Linked DNA regions of Mus musculus: region 1 is linked to region 2. A link is a contact called in public HiChIP or PLAC-seq data. All regions are on one chromosome and are shown on one strand. Each heading gives the region's core, a stretch centred on a gene start, on an enhancer-like site or on the middle of the called end of the contact. The rest is flanking DNA. Distances are from core to core; before and after follow the strand shown. Region 1 holds the start of Vwa3b (von Willebrand factor A domain containing 3B). Region 2 has its middle 41 kb from the start of Vwa3b.

What was found. HiChIP or PLAC-seq counts read pairs in DNA pulled down with a chosen protein or histone mark.
Region 1: a contact with region 2 is called in an H3K27ac HiChIP or PLAC-seq map of embryonic stem cells, with 67 read pairs. The contact joins the promoter of Vwa3b here to the enhancer-like site in region 2. A contact is called at or near these places in 8 of 39 promoter capture datasets (embryonic stem cells, hematopoietic stem and progenitor cells, hippocampal neurons and 3 more), 1 of 15 datasets of contacts at CTCF or cohesin (CD8 T cells), 9 of 484 Hi-C or Micro-C datasets (embryonic stem cells, liver and uterus), 8 of 115 datasets of contacts at active chromatin or transcription factors (CD8 T cells, bone marrow-derived macrophages, double positive thymocytes and 2 more) and 4 of 9 other capture datasets (adipose tissue, liver, macrophages and 1 more).

The regions. Positions count from the first base shown.
Region 1 is chr1:37,025,652-37,031,770 of GRCm38.p6, forward strand. Vwa3b (von Willebrand factor A domain containing 3B) reads left to right here and starts at 3,662. Exons shown (of 28, transcript NM_001370828.1): 1 at 3,662-3,777.
Region 2 is chr1:36,985,455-36,991,511 of GRCm38.p6, forward strand. No RefSeq gene overlaps it. Among named protein-coding and RNA genes, the nearest start is that of Vwa3b, 41 kb to the right of the region's middle. Within about 2 kb of position 1,922, at least 51 of the 459 cell types and tissues checked have an H3K27ac peak or open chromatin away from gene starts, as enhancers often do. A contact at or near this core is called in adipose tissue, embryonic stem cells, macrophages and 1 more, where this site is marked.

The DNA.
Region 1 (6,119 bases), core at 2,412-4,911, 42 kb after region 2:
AAGTTTTCTCCTTAGCTTGGTAGATGAGATGTACTTCCAACTATGATATGTTCAACTTAATGACAGTGGGTTCACTGGGACTGGAATCCCCTCTGAAATGGAGAAGCAGGTACACACAAATGTCTGGACGCCACCTTCTTGCACCTCTGCCATCTTTCTCAAGGTTATCTCTGATCATCAAAGCACCTGTACCAAGAGTTCTAGTTCAGCAAGGATTGCTCCTCCATGGAGCTGCTTTGTGTCTCCAAAGCCTGCTTCCTTTCCAGAGCAGCCCTTCTAATTTTGATTCCTGGTCTTCCTCACACATCCTCAGAATCCCTTCTAATTAATTTTTTTTCTCTTTTTTGCTAGGTTTGGGAAACTGAGTTGCCTCCCACCATCTCATTCATCATTCTCCCCTCCCTCCCAAGGACTCTAATTATATTTGTAAGTCCAACCAATGTCAGGGACAGGCTCCTATAAAGAACAAGGCGAGCCATTCACCCTGAAAAGTAAACAGCTCAAAGGTCAAATAACAATGCCAGGGTTGTCACAGTCAGAAGGCAGTAGCCAAGAGTACAGGTCATGCTCTGAGACTGGGCTTCCATGAGAAGACTTTTCTACAGGGCCCAAGGGGTTGTTATCCCCAAAACTGTGCCAATCTCTATTAAGAGGGCTGCCTGATTAAGGCATCTTTATTTAGAGGTGGGGATCTCTAAGGGCCAGTCTCTCTTAGAGGACTGGGATTGGAGGCAGCAGGTAAAAAGGACGACCTGAAAGAGGAATCTGGACTTCGAATGTACACTCCACAGGTTAGGCACCGCATTATTTCAGGATAGGAATATTATGACAGAGGCCAATGGCCGGTTGAAAGCAGGCCACCAGTTATTTGTCAAAATGTGAGTTGAATACATCTGTCAAAGGTCAGAGCAATGCTGTTGAAGGAATATCTTGTCCCAGTAAACAAAAGTGACATGGCCCATCTGCAGCAAGCCAGAGTATAGCCCTCAACTCAGTAAGTACCTTAAAATAGTCTTGAACAGTTACACCTTTGGCTGTCTATAATTTGAATGATTTCTAAAGGGTTTTTTTTTTCAGAGATTTATCTATTTATTTTATGTATATGAGCACACTGTAGCTGTCTTCAGACACACCAGAAGAGAGCATCAGATTTCATTATAGATGGTTGTGACCACCATGTGGTTGTTGGGAATTGAACTCAGGACCTCTGGAAGAGCAAGTGCTCTTAACTGCTGAGCCACCTCTCTGGCCCTCTAATGTTGTTGTTGTTTTGATTAGCATGTGTGTTATAGTCATGTTAATCTAAGGGGCCCCGGTTGACCACAGTGACTGTGGCAAATGTCCCAGGAAGGAGAGCGAGCGTGGGTGGAGGTAAAGTCAGAGTGCTTAGTGAGAGTGCTGAGAGAGTACAGTGGACTCTCTGTCCTTTGTCACCAGCATGGCCCAGGAATATTGGTTTGGCAGGGTGTGGGCAGCAGGATGATTGTGGTTTTGGTAAGTGTGGCTGGTTTAAGTTGTTTGGCTTTGGAATTTTAACGTTGGTGGTGTGAATCGAAGCTGCTCTCTGTATCGCCAAAGCTGTGCATTCAAACAACTCTACAGAATGATTTATGATTAAGGATCGAACCTTCAGTACTTTTAAAAATCACTAAGGCAACAAAGGAATGAAGAAAAATTAATCCCTGAGGATACAGTAGACTTCTCTGTTGAAGAGAGAATTGTTTCTAATGTTAGTTATTTTTTTTTAAATTAGATCTTTGACTCAAACACTATGAGAAAACAAAAGAAATGGAGCCATTGGTGTGGCTTGACAGGTAAAGGTGCTATCAAACTTGACAACCTGAGTTCAACACCCCCTATCCTACTCCCTGGAAACCATGTGGTAGAATAAGAGAGTCAGTTCCCACAAGATTTCTCTGACTTCCACCCACCACACACATGTGCAGACACACACACACACACACACAAACATGTATATATGTTTACAAAAACTCAAGGCCAGCTCTTCAATTTAAAAATATAAAACACAATTTAATATTCAAACATTAAGGCAAAACTTGGCTTATAGAATCTTTTTTTGGGGGGGAGGGGAGGGTTATTTGGCTTACACTTCCAGATCATACTACATCACTGGAGGAAGTCAGGACAGGAACTCAAGCAGGTCTGGAAGCTGGAGGCAGGAGCCGATGCAAAGGCAGGAGCTGATGCAGAGGCCACGGAAGGATGCTGCTTATTGGTTTGCTTCATGTGGCTTACTCTAGACTCTTTTAAAAAAAAGATTTATTTATTTATTTATTTATTTATTATGTACACAGTGTTCTGCCTGCACTTCAGAAGAGGGCATCAGATCTCATTATAGATGTTAGCCACCATGTGGGTGCTGGAAATCGAACTCGGGACCTTTGAAAAAATAATCAGTGCTCTCAACCTCTGAGCCATCTCTCCAGCCCTTATAGAATCTTTTACTTATAGATTTTCATAAGCACATTTTTGTGTGAGTGTGATTGCTTGAAGAATGGCAGGTTTGCATTTTGAGCCATCTGTATGCTTGTAAGGCAAGACTAAATAAGCATTAGGTAGAGTGCAGTACCGAATCCCTATAGGAGTACTACCTGTAGATTTGCAAAAACCACAGCTCTCAGCTTAGAGGGTATAAGCAAGCCTGTTCTGGAGCCATTTTGAATAGCTGTGGCCCTGTACAACACAGATTTAGTTTACCCCAAACTCCATGTTCCAACGTGGAAGCAGTTTCATGAACTTTTCATAGAACAAAGAAAGTCACAAATCATGATAAATTTAAAGTACCTTGGAGGGCACACCAGAGAAGCAGGCACGGTGAGAGTGGGGAAAGCTTTTCAAGATGCTGTGGGACATTCTTAGCCTTTGGATTGGTGGAGGCTAGTTGTCCGTCTATCTTTTAGTCACAAGAGGTTAGTTTGGTCACAGAAGTGGGCAAGGAATGGCTCTCCAAGAGGGGTTAGAACTGGCCCAAGATAAGGCAATTAGCCTTCAGAACAGCAACATTCTAACCTCTCTGCAGAACTGAAATTCTAATCAGTCAAAATCAGTCTCTGCGGACACAGCTTCCCTCCCCCCTCCTCTCCAGGAGGTTTTATTCACAATCTTTTTTTTTTTTTTTTTTTTTTTTTTTTTTTGATCCTGGCAGCTCTTGTGTCCAAAGTTACAATCTGGCAAAACTGTGAACGCTCATCTGACCACCCCTTCTAGCTGAGCACCTGTAACGAACCGCTCCAACTCTAGGTTTCCTTCCCTTAAAGACGCAATGAAGAAAGGATCTCTTTATAATACCGAGGGAGAAATCAAAACAAAAGGCGCGGGCTGCGGTAATCTGCCGGAAGTAAATCGAGAGAACAGGCTTCCTTCAGCGGGCAGTCGTCTGCTTTTCTGCCCATCTGAATATTTGTTAACCTAATCTCTAATATTTGCCGCTGTCAACTTTCCCAGGGTCAGGCGCAGAGGACGAGCCTTAGGCTGCTCTCTTTCCGGGTGGACCAAATTGGTTTTGCAACACCAACATCCAGTTTCTTCGCAGTCCCCATCATCTCTTTACTCCCTCTGAGGGGCTCATTGGTGGGCGGGGCCGGATCCCGAGCCACGCTGTGATTGGCGGTGTCTTAGCAACTGCAGCGATGTGGTTGTCAACAGAAACTGGACTCCCGCAACTCTGTGCCCGAGGCGGGGACCCTTCGCCAGCATCAGGGGGAGTCACAGCCTTGTCCAGCAGTGGGATGCTGGCCGCGCCCACCTCCTGCTCTGGTTAGTGAGGCCCTGGAGGGTGGGAGGGTCGCTGACGCACGCAAGCCGCCTGGCCTCGCAACTGACAGATTACTTACTAAGTGGGGGATACCATCCTTCTAGACCAGATCTTCCAGGTTTCCAACTGGTTGTGTGAGGGAAAAAACAAGTTTGTAATTTCCGAGCTGGACCTCGCTTCTGCTGGGAAAGGGCAGTGGCCAGGCCGCACCCACTTGAGAGCTGGATTTCAGAGTCAAAGTCGCAGACGTGTGCGAGCCCTTCTTACCCAGGGCTCTCCCCCCACCCCCACTCTTTGCAGAAGCTCAGCTCCCTAATGCTTGTCTATCCAGAGGCCAAAGTTAGTCAGAGGACATAGCATACTGATCAGTATATTAGAAACTCATTTCTGAGAAGCAATGATCAAAACTTAACAATCCAAACTCAAAGCGATCTTCTTGAGTGAAAGGTTTGAGTCTGGAGAAAGCCTCTGCTTGCCTCTTGGTTTTTGGGGGCATTCACATCACTTTCACTTTCTAATATGGACTTTTAACCTCATGTAGTTGTTCTTCTAATCTTCTCAGAAGTTCTCCATTTCTTTTCTTCTCGGCGATGACCTAACAGCCCCACCCCCACCCCACGAGCCCAGTTTTCAATTCTTGGTCCTGTTCTCAACAGTGTGTCCCACAGACCATTTCAATCCCTTAACCCTGCCCACGTTTATCTGAGGCGATGCTCTTAGCCTAGCTTTGCCTTTTAAGGATAGAAAGAATAAGACTGTTAAGAATTGTAACAGGATACATCAGGGAACTTCATCCCAGCTTCCTTTCTTCCCAGAAGAATCAGAGTTCAGAACTCCCACAACATACCTCCCCATCTCCTACCCCTCCATACTACTCCCTCCCTCCCTCCCCCATGCACAGATTTCTTTTTTTAGAAACTAGCAAGGATGAAGATTGGAGGTGTTGATCATACGTTTACCAAGGATCCAAATTGAATTAATAGAGTCTAAGTTAGACTCTGGTCCAGGGCTTGTAAGAACAGTGACTGGATTGTTCTTGGCTTCTCACTATGGGCAGGTGCATAGCAGCCGACAAAGAAGGGCTCTTAGCGTGATCCCAGTCCTCCTGCCTCAGTTTCCTAAGTGTTGGGATGAAAGGTCTTATCCATCTTAATCTTCCTGCTGTCCTGGGAGCTTTGCCTGTCCCTGGCACTCAATGGCTCGATGGACAACTCCAAGTTTTTAGGACTGCGGACAACCAGAGGTGGTGGTATATATACTTGTAATCCCAGCACTCAGGAGGCTGCAGCAAAGAATGCCACAAGGTCAAGCCTGGTCTGAGCTATGTAGTCAGACTCTGTCTCAAAATACCAAAACCCAAACCAAAACAAAAACCTTACCACTGGTAACATTATTGCACACTATAAAGCAGACCTTGCCAGTATGTATCCTCTCTGCCTCAGAGGAAACTCCCAAGTAACCACAGAAAATAGATAGCATAGCCACACCCAGAAAACAATGTGTCTTGTGTTTAAAAGGATAGCTACTTCCTGATCATAACTTTTCTAGGACCCGATCTTTGCCTTGTTTGAGAACAATCAGGATTTTCTCAGCTGCTATGAGTGGCTGATTTAATCCATCTCAATAGTATAGGTAGTGCCTGTTATACAGTAATGTGGCGGGGGCATTCATGTAGTTTGTCCTGGTAGCAACCAAACTTCTGCTTAGTCTAGAGAGGACAGACCTGGGTCTGAGGCTACAAGGATGAAGCCTCAAAGCAAAAAGTAGGCTTTGGTGGCTGGGGAGACACTCAAGGTTAAAAAGAGTAGCTGTGCTTCCAGAGGGCCCAATTTTGGTTCTCTGTTTGTAATTCCAACTCCAGAGAGTCCAAGGGATGCTGCACACATATGGCAAAAAGACAGACATACAGACACAAATGCAAACTTTTCAAAAGGTAGAGTTGCTCAGGTAGCTTTAGAGGGTTAGTGAAGGGAGACAGTCTCCACACAGGCATCGAAGTCTCCAATCCTCAGGCTTCCTAGCTCTTCATTCCCTGCTGGGAGACACATTTTCTCCATTTCTTTCCTCTTATTCTCTGGCTGCAGCTTCACTTTCTAAGTATCCTCAGGCTATAAACCCCCAAGGCAAAGATCTGAATTTGAATGACTCAGACATCCTCTCAGATCTGATAAAGCCAGTCTCATCTTAAAAATTAACTTTAAAAAAGTCACCCAAGTCCCCATAGAGGCTGGGACTTGTGTTGTCACAAAGTTGGAGAATTCAATTGCTTTGTAAAGGATCCAAGCATGTGTCCATTTCAATTTAACTGAAAATGTAAGCAAATTAAAGAATGTTTTTCTTTGGC
Region 2 (6,057 bases), core at 672-3,171:
CCTCCATCATCATCCCTCAAACTTTACTTCTGCCTTTGAGAAGCTGAGTCCGAGAAGTCACAGGATCCTGGACTCACCATGTGGCCCTGTGGCTTCCTGTCAGTCCTCTCTAGGCTGAGGACTCCTTGGTGGCAGGGCCCTGGCCACCTTCACTCTTTATGCTCACTGGCATCTAATTCGGAACTTTGTCCTGGGGATTATTCAACAACATTCATGGTGGCAGATAGGAGGAACTTTGAGAAAGCCACCGCAGCAAACAGGCAGTTAGCCTATCTAAGGAAGGTTCCAGAACTGCTAGCACATGCTGCCGTTGAATGAACTAAAGGTAACCGTTCAGCTTCTTGGCGCCACTCTCTACATTTCTAGCACCGAATGAGCAGCTTCCAATAGAACGCTAGAAACAAACAACACAGATAAAGACCCAGCATCCCTCAGTCTCTTCCTGTTACAGGATCCTCCGGGCTTGCACAGTCCTGCTGTGCACCACTAGGCAATACACCGGAGAGGCTCTAGTGATTGTTACTAAGTCTCCTTAGCATAGCCCTATTGTGGCAATGCTAATGAGATTTAACCCTGAAACAAAGAAAGTCATTTGTGTGTCAAGTTGAAAGTGAGTGCTCCTCAGCAAAGCGATTGATAGACCTGATTCTTCCGCCCAGATCCTTTTTGTTTGGTTTCAGACCCCCGACCCCCCAAGGGACGGAAGCACATGTTTTACATATCAAAGCTGACCTGGCCTCCAGGTTCTCCCAGCATCCCACAGTCCTTACCTGGCACACCTTGACTCCAACCCTGAACTTTCCAGTCCCCCTCAATCCCCCCAGGCTCTTCCCTATATAAGCCAGACATTTTGGTCTTCCTCTCTCTCTTTCCCGCCCCCCCCCCCCCCCCCGTTACTTCCTAGCCCTTGTCTTTGGGGCCAGTGAACTCGTCTGAAAGCAGCTTCCCAATAAACCTGCCTTTAATATAATCTGATCTGGCTTGAATTGGCTCATTCTGCTGATGGAGAAATAATCTATCACTTTTGTATGTGATTCCTCCGCCTGGAACATTCTCGAAGTCCTGACGTCTTAGCCTTTTCTTATGAATAGATACATACGCCTCAACATGCATAACAAACAACTCCCCTCTTCTCTCTTCAGTTGGGGGGAGGATGTAGGAGCTGTTTTCTCACTCACTGGATCCTGATATTACCCTGTAGTGCCAGGATTGACAACTGACTAATGTGTCGTTTTCCTCCTCTTCTTTTTAAGTTATTTTTATTTGATGTGTATGGGTATTTTGATCCTGTATGTCTGCACCGTGTATGTGTGTACAGTGGCAAAGGCCCAAAGAGGGCATAGGACCCTCTGAAGACAGAGTTACAGGAGGTTGTGAGCTGTCATGTGGGTGCTGAGGACCAACCCTGTTGAGACAGGGTTTCACAGAGGCCAGGCTGGCTCCCCCACATCTTGCCTTCATGTCACTGTGAAGACCGACGTTGTCTGGGCCCTTTTTCTCTCAGCCCCGCCTTTCCTATTGTTAGGACTCGGGAATCTTGAGCTTGCTCGTTCTTCCGTTCTTCCGTTCGCAATGGACTCCTTGGTTTTGTAACTCAGAGTGTGTCTTTGTTGTGAGGAATTCTCCTTCTTTTGTCCTTGCTGATCATGTCTGGAGCCTGGCCACTCTCTCTTGTTTCTCCAGAGGCTGCCCTGACTTTTATTCCCCAAGGGATGCCCTTCCTCTTCTGTTTCGATTTGGGGTTACAGATAACTTTTCATTTCTTTGAAGACAGAGTCCTGTTCCTGTTCTCAGTCTCCTTCTTGCTTTGGGGTGATTTCTCAGATAAAAGGGAAACCGCCCTCTTCAAATCACAGTTTCAAAACCAGAAGTGCCCAGAAATGCTTTGCATACCCTGGGAGCTTCACTTTCTGGTGGCTGCTTGTTAAGTCCTAAGTAGGGAACTGAATGTGGGCGGAGAGTCCGGACTTTTCTGGTGCTACCAATGCTCGCACTGCAATTAAAGTGAGGATTATCAGATGCTGTCTCTGCGGATGGCAAAGCTGGCCTATGTGGAGGCCATGATGACACAACACAGCCTGTTCCTCTGCCTGGTGGCTGAAAAAGGTCATACATTTCATATGCCTCCACAAGGCAAAAATGTAAACAAACAAAAACCACTATAAGGCCATTTTGGCTGGGCTACAGCAGGCTGGAGAGCTATGGTGGAGTAGAGAGATAGCTTTACATGTTGCCTTGACACAGTCGGGGGTCTTCTGAGAGGGACTCACAGGGGGGGACTGTCTAGATTAGCTTGGCTTATGGACATGTCTGTGAGGAATTTTCTTAATTGAGGTAACTGAGGTACGAAAGAACCACAAGAACCATTTCCAGGACTGGGCCTTAGACTGAATAAAGAGGAGAGAACCCTTTGAGGGGAAGAATTCTTGCATTTAGTCTCTGTCTTGACTTGGATGTGGTTAATTGTGTCAGCTGCTTTGGCTTTCCTGTTGTGATGGACCGTGATCTGGAATTGTAAACCAAATGAACCTTTCTCCTCTAAATGGCTTCTTGTCCTTGTAACTAACTGGAAAGGAAACAAAGAGAAGCATCAAGTTTTGCAGGGGCTGACTTTTTCAAAATAAGTGAAAACAATGTCTTTATTTGTGTCGTTATAACAAAACACCTGAAATAAAGAGGGTTAGTCCACACACAGCTTCAGGGCTTAAACTCCAGTATTGCTTAGTCCATCTGTTTGTCCACTCTCTAAGTCACAGCCACACTGGCTGGTCTCCCCTTACATAGAAAAAGCTCATGCCAGAGGGCTGAGTGCAGCATGTAGAAGAGGAAGATGCTTGTGGGAGAGATCGCATGGCAAACACGCAAGAGGGCCAGAGGAGCAAGGCAAAGTCACTGGGTAACAAGCCACTCTCACTGTGACTAATTGAGTCCCAAGAGAGCAATCACACTCCCCAGAGACTTAACTCATTCGGTCCTTTAAGCCACCTTTGTCACCATCGAGAAGTCAAACCATAGTGGGAATCAAATACCAAATAGCCCAGCTAGGGAGGAAAACAGCACCCCGTGGTCTCTTACAGTCATCCGTGAGTGAAGAAAAGAAATAAAAAGGGAAGGACATGACTGTTCCTACGCATGGTGGAGGAGAAGTTTATTATAGATGTGGGTGGGATTGCCAGGAGAGCAAAGCCAGAGACAGTCACGTCTGGGAGAGTCCAGAGTGGTTATGACCCTGAACCAATGGGTAGGGGTGGGGAGTAGGGGGAAGTAACCAAGTACCACAGCCAGGAGGTCAAAGGTGTGAACAGTGCAGAAAGGAAAGGGGAGAGTAACCAAAAATGCCTGGATTATATAGGGAAGAGCCTCTGGGGGAAGGCAGCACGGCCGCTAGGCTGTACAGTTCAGGGTAGAGGACGGGGTATGCCAGCTGTATCCTGTAACAGGTAGGGACTGAGGGATGCTGGGAGAACCAGCTCTGCTTTGCCGTGTAAAGTAGACACTTCAGCCAACTGTCCCAGGTTTGAAGCTTAACAACTGGCTCCCAACATCATTTCATTGAGGACTAAGCTGCAACATGCATGATTTACATTTTTTAAAAATATTTTTATTATTGCAAGGAATAGTTGGCTCACAGAAAATGAACTCAATGGTACTTGGAGCGCTTTTTGTTTCATTTTGCTTTTTTTTTTTTTTCTTTATCAGTCTTTGGCTGGTTTGTTTTGATTTTCTTTGTGTGTGTGTGTGTGTGTGTGTGTTTCTTTCTTTCTTTCTTTCTTTCTTTCTTTAGGAGAGAGAAAAAACATGAAGTTGGGTAGAGAGGGAGAGGGGAGGATCTGGGAGGAGTTGGGGATGGAAAACATGACCAGAATGTATTGCATAATTTGTTTTTCAATAAAAATAACTGTGTTATTAAAATTTAAAAAAAAAGCAAAGGGCATGACTTGGTTCTAGGTGTGGCAAAGGAGAAAGTTTATTATAGATAACAAAGCCAGGGATAGGGACATCTGGGACATTTCAGAGTGAGCCCGACCCTGAAGCAAGTGAGGAGAGCCAAGGAGTGGGAGACAGGGAACCAGGTACAGCGGCCAAGGGGGCAAAAGGGTTAAAAAAAAAAAGCATGGGTAATTGAAATGTCTGGATTGTATAGGGAAGAGAGTTTGGGGATAGAGGGCCAGGTATGGCAGCTGTACCCGGTAACAGGTTGGGACTGAGGGATGCTGGGAGAACCTGGAAGTTAGGTCTGCTTTTGACGTGTGAGGTAAATACCTCAGCTGTTTGCTCTGGGTTTGAGACTTCACAGGTTTTTTGTTTTTTGTTTGTTTGTTTGCTTGCTTTTTGAGACAGGGTTTCTCTGTATAGCCCAGGCAGAACTCACAGAAATCTGCCTGCCTCTGCCTCCGAAGTGCTAGCATTAAAGGCATGCACTACCACGCCCGGCGAGATTTCACAGTTCTTCTCATTATTATAAATACAGGTAGGCAATGAACAGCTATCAAGGGATCGAGTAATAGCTCAAGATGGCTTCTGGGTCCTACTAACAAGGAAGCCTGGATCAACAGCTCATTTTCTGATGAGGATATAGGCCATGTTGGATTAGGAAGGATGCCTTTCCAGGACAGATTCCCACTCACTAATTAGATCTACTATGATGGTACATCCAAATGAAATCACATCCTACAGCAGAAGGAGTCAGAATCAACTAATCACTCTTAAAGGACACAGTTCAACTAGATACTAGAGACAGGCCTGGAGCAGGCTCTAGGTTGAGGAAGGGCTCCCTGGGTCTAAAGTCCCTGCATAAATGCAGGCGGTTATACTACAAGTTCAGCCAGCTGCCAGCTAGAACTGGGCTGGTGGAGTGGATGGCCCCGGACTGTTTGTGAGACGAGAATGCAATGACCTGGCACTCAAGTGTCATCTGTCCCTCAGGGGTTCATGTGTCACAAGCTTGGTCCTCAGTGTGGAGATATCAAGAGGTTGGTGACATCTAGAAGAGGTCAGGCCTAGTGACCAGCCCTAAGGTCAACCGGGGACGTCAGAAGACACTTTGGCAATATGACCTCCCCTCTCACAAACCCTCTTGCCACCATGATGTCATCTACCATGAGGTCCTCCCAGAGGACTTTCAGCTGTGGCAGGTGCCTGCCCCTCAGTCTCCAGAACTGTAGCTAAATAAGGCTCTTTTCATAAAGTTACCTAGCCCCAGGTATTCATCACAGCCATGGGAAATAGACTAGTACACTCAAAGTGAGCCAAATCAGAGATGAAGCAGAGAAGAGGGTGTCCTTAGATTCTAGATTCTCTTCTTAGTCAGATGGTGAAATACTTGGAAAGTCACCACTGGTTGAGACAGTCAGGGAAAGGGAAGCCTGGGGCATTTCAGGTATTTTTGTATGTCGTACTTAGAGGGACAGATATACAGAAGTACATTCTCACTTTAACTTCTGGGGATGGAGAGTGTGGAGAAACACGGACCTCAGGAGACAATCTGGTGAAGGCAAAGATGGTGGCTAGGTGTCTCGATGGTATGTCCTCACTGACTTGTGCTTCCTCAGGGGGCTTGACCCATTTGTGTTGTGCGGTTTGGCGTTGGTAGTGGTTCCTAAGCCTCAGGCTTCCCTCTGGGTATGCCTCCTCTGACACCCAACACCCAGAACTGTTCCAGTAGTTGATTTATTTTAAAAGATCACTGTGCATCAGTGTGACTGCTGCTGAGTGTCGGTCCTGTGTGACTAAAGGTCACAGTAGGTGCTGTGTTGTCATGAGGTAGCTTAGGCAGCAATGAAGGTTGCTGCTTCATAAACAGTTTAAAACTCATCCAACCTTTTCATAAAAATTTACATTGTTTCTTTTTTTAGAACTTTTTTCTTTGTTTTAAGTTTTATTGCATTATGATGAAAAAATATGCATAATTTCATGTTATCTGAATTTGTTAACATTTAAAAACATATTTAGAATAAATAGACTTACATCACATCCTTCTTTCCCCTTTGTACCTCAGCTCCTCCCAGAGAGCCCCCTTCAAAAACCTGCAATACCTTTCATTTTTTATCATATTCT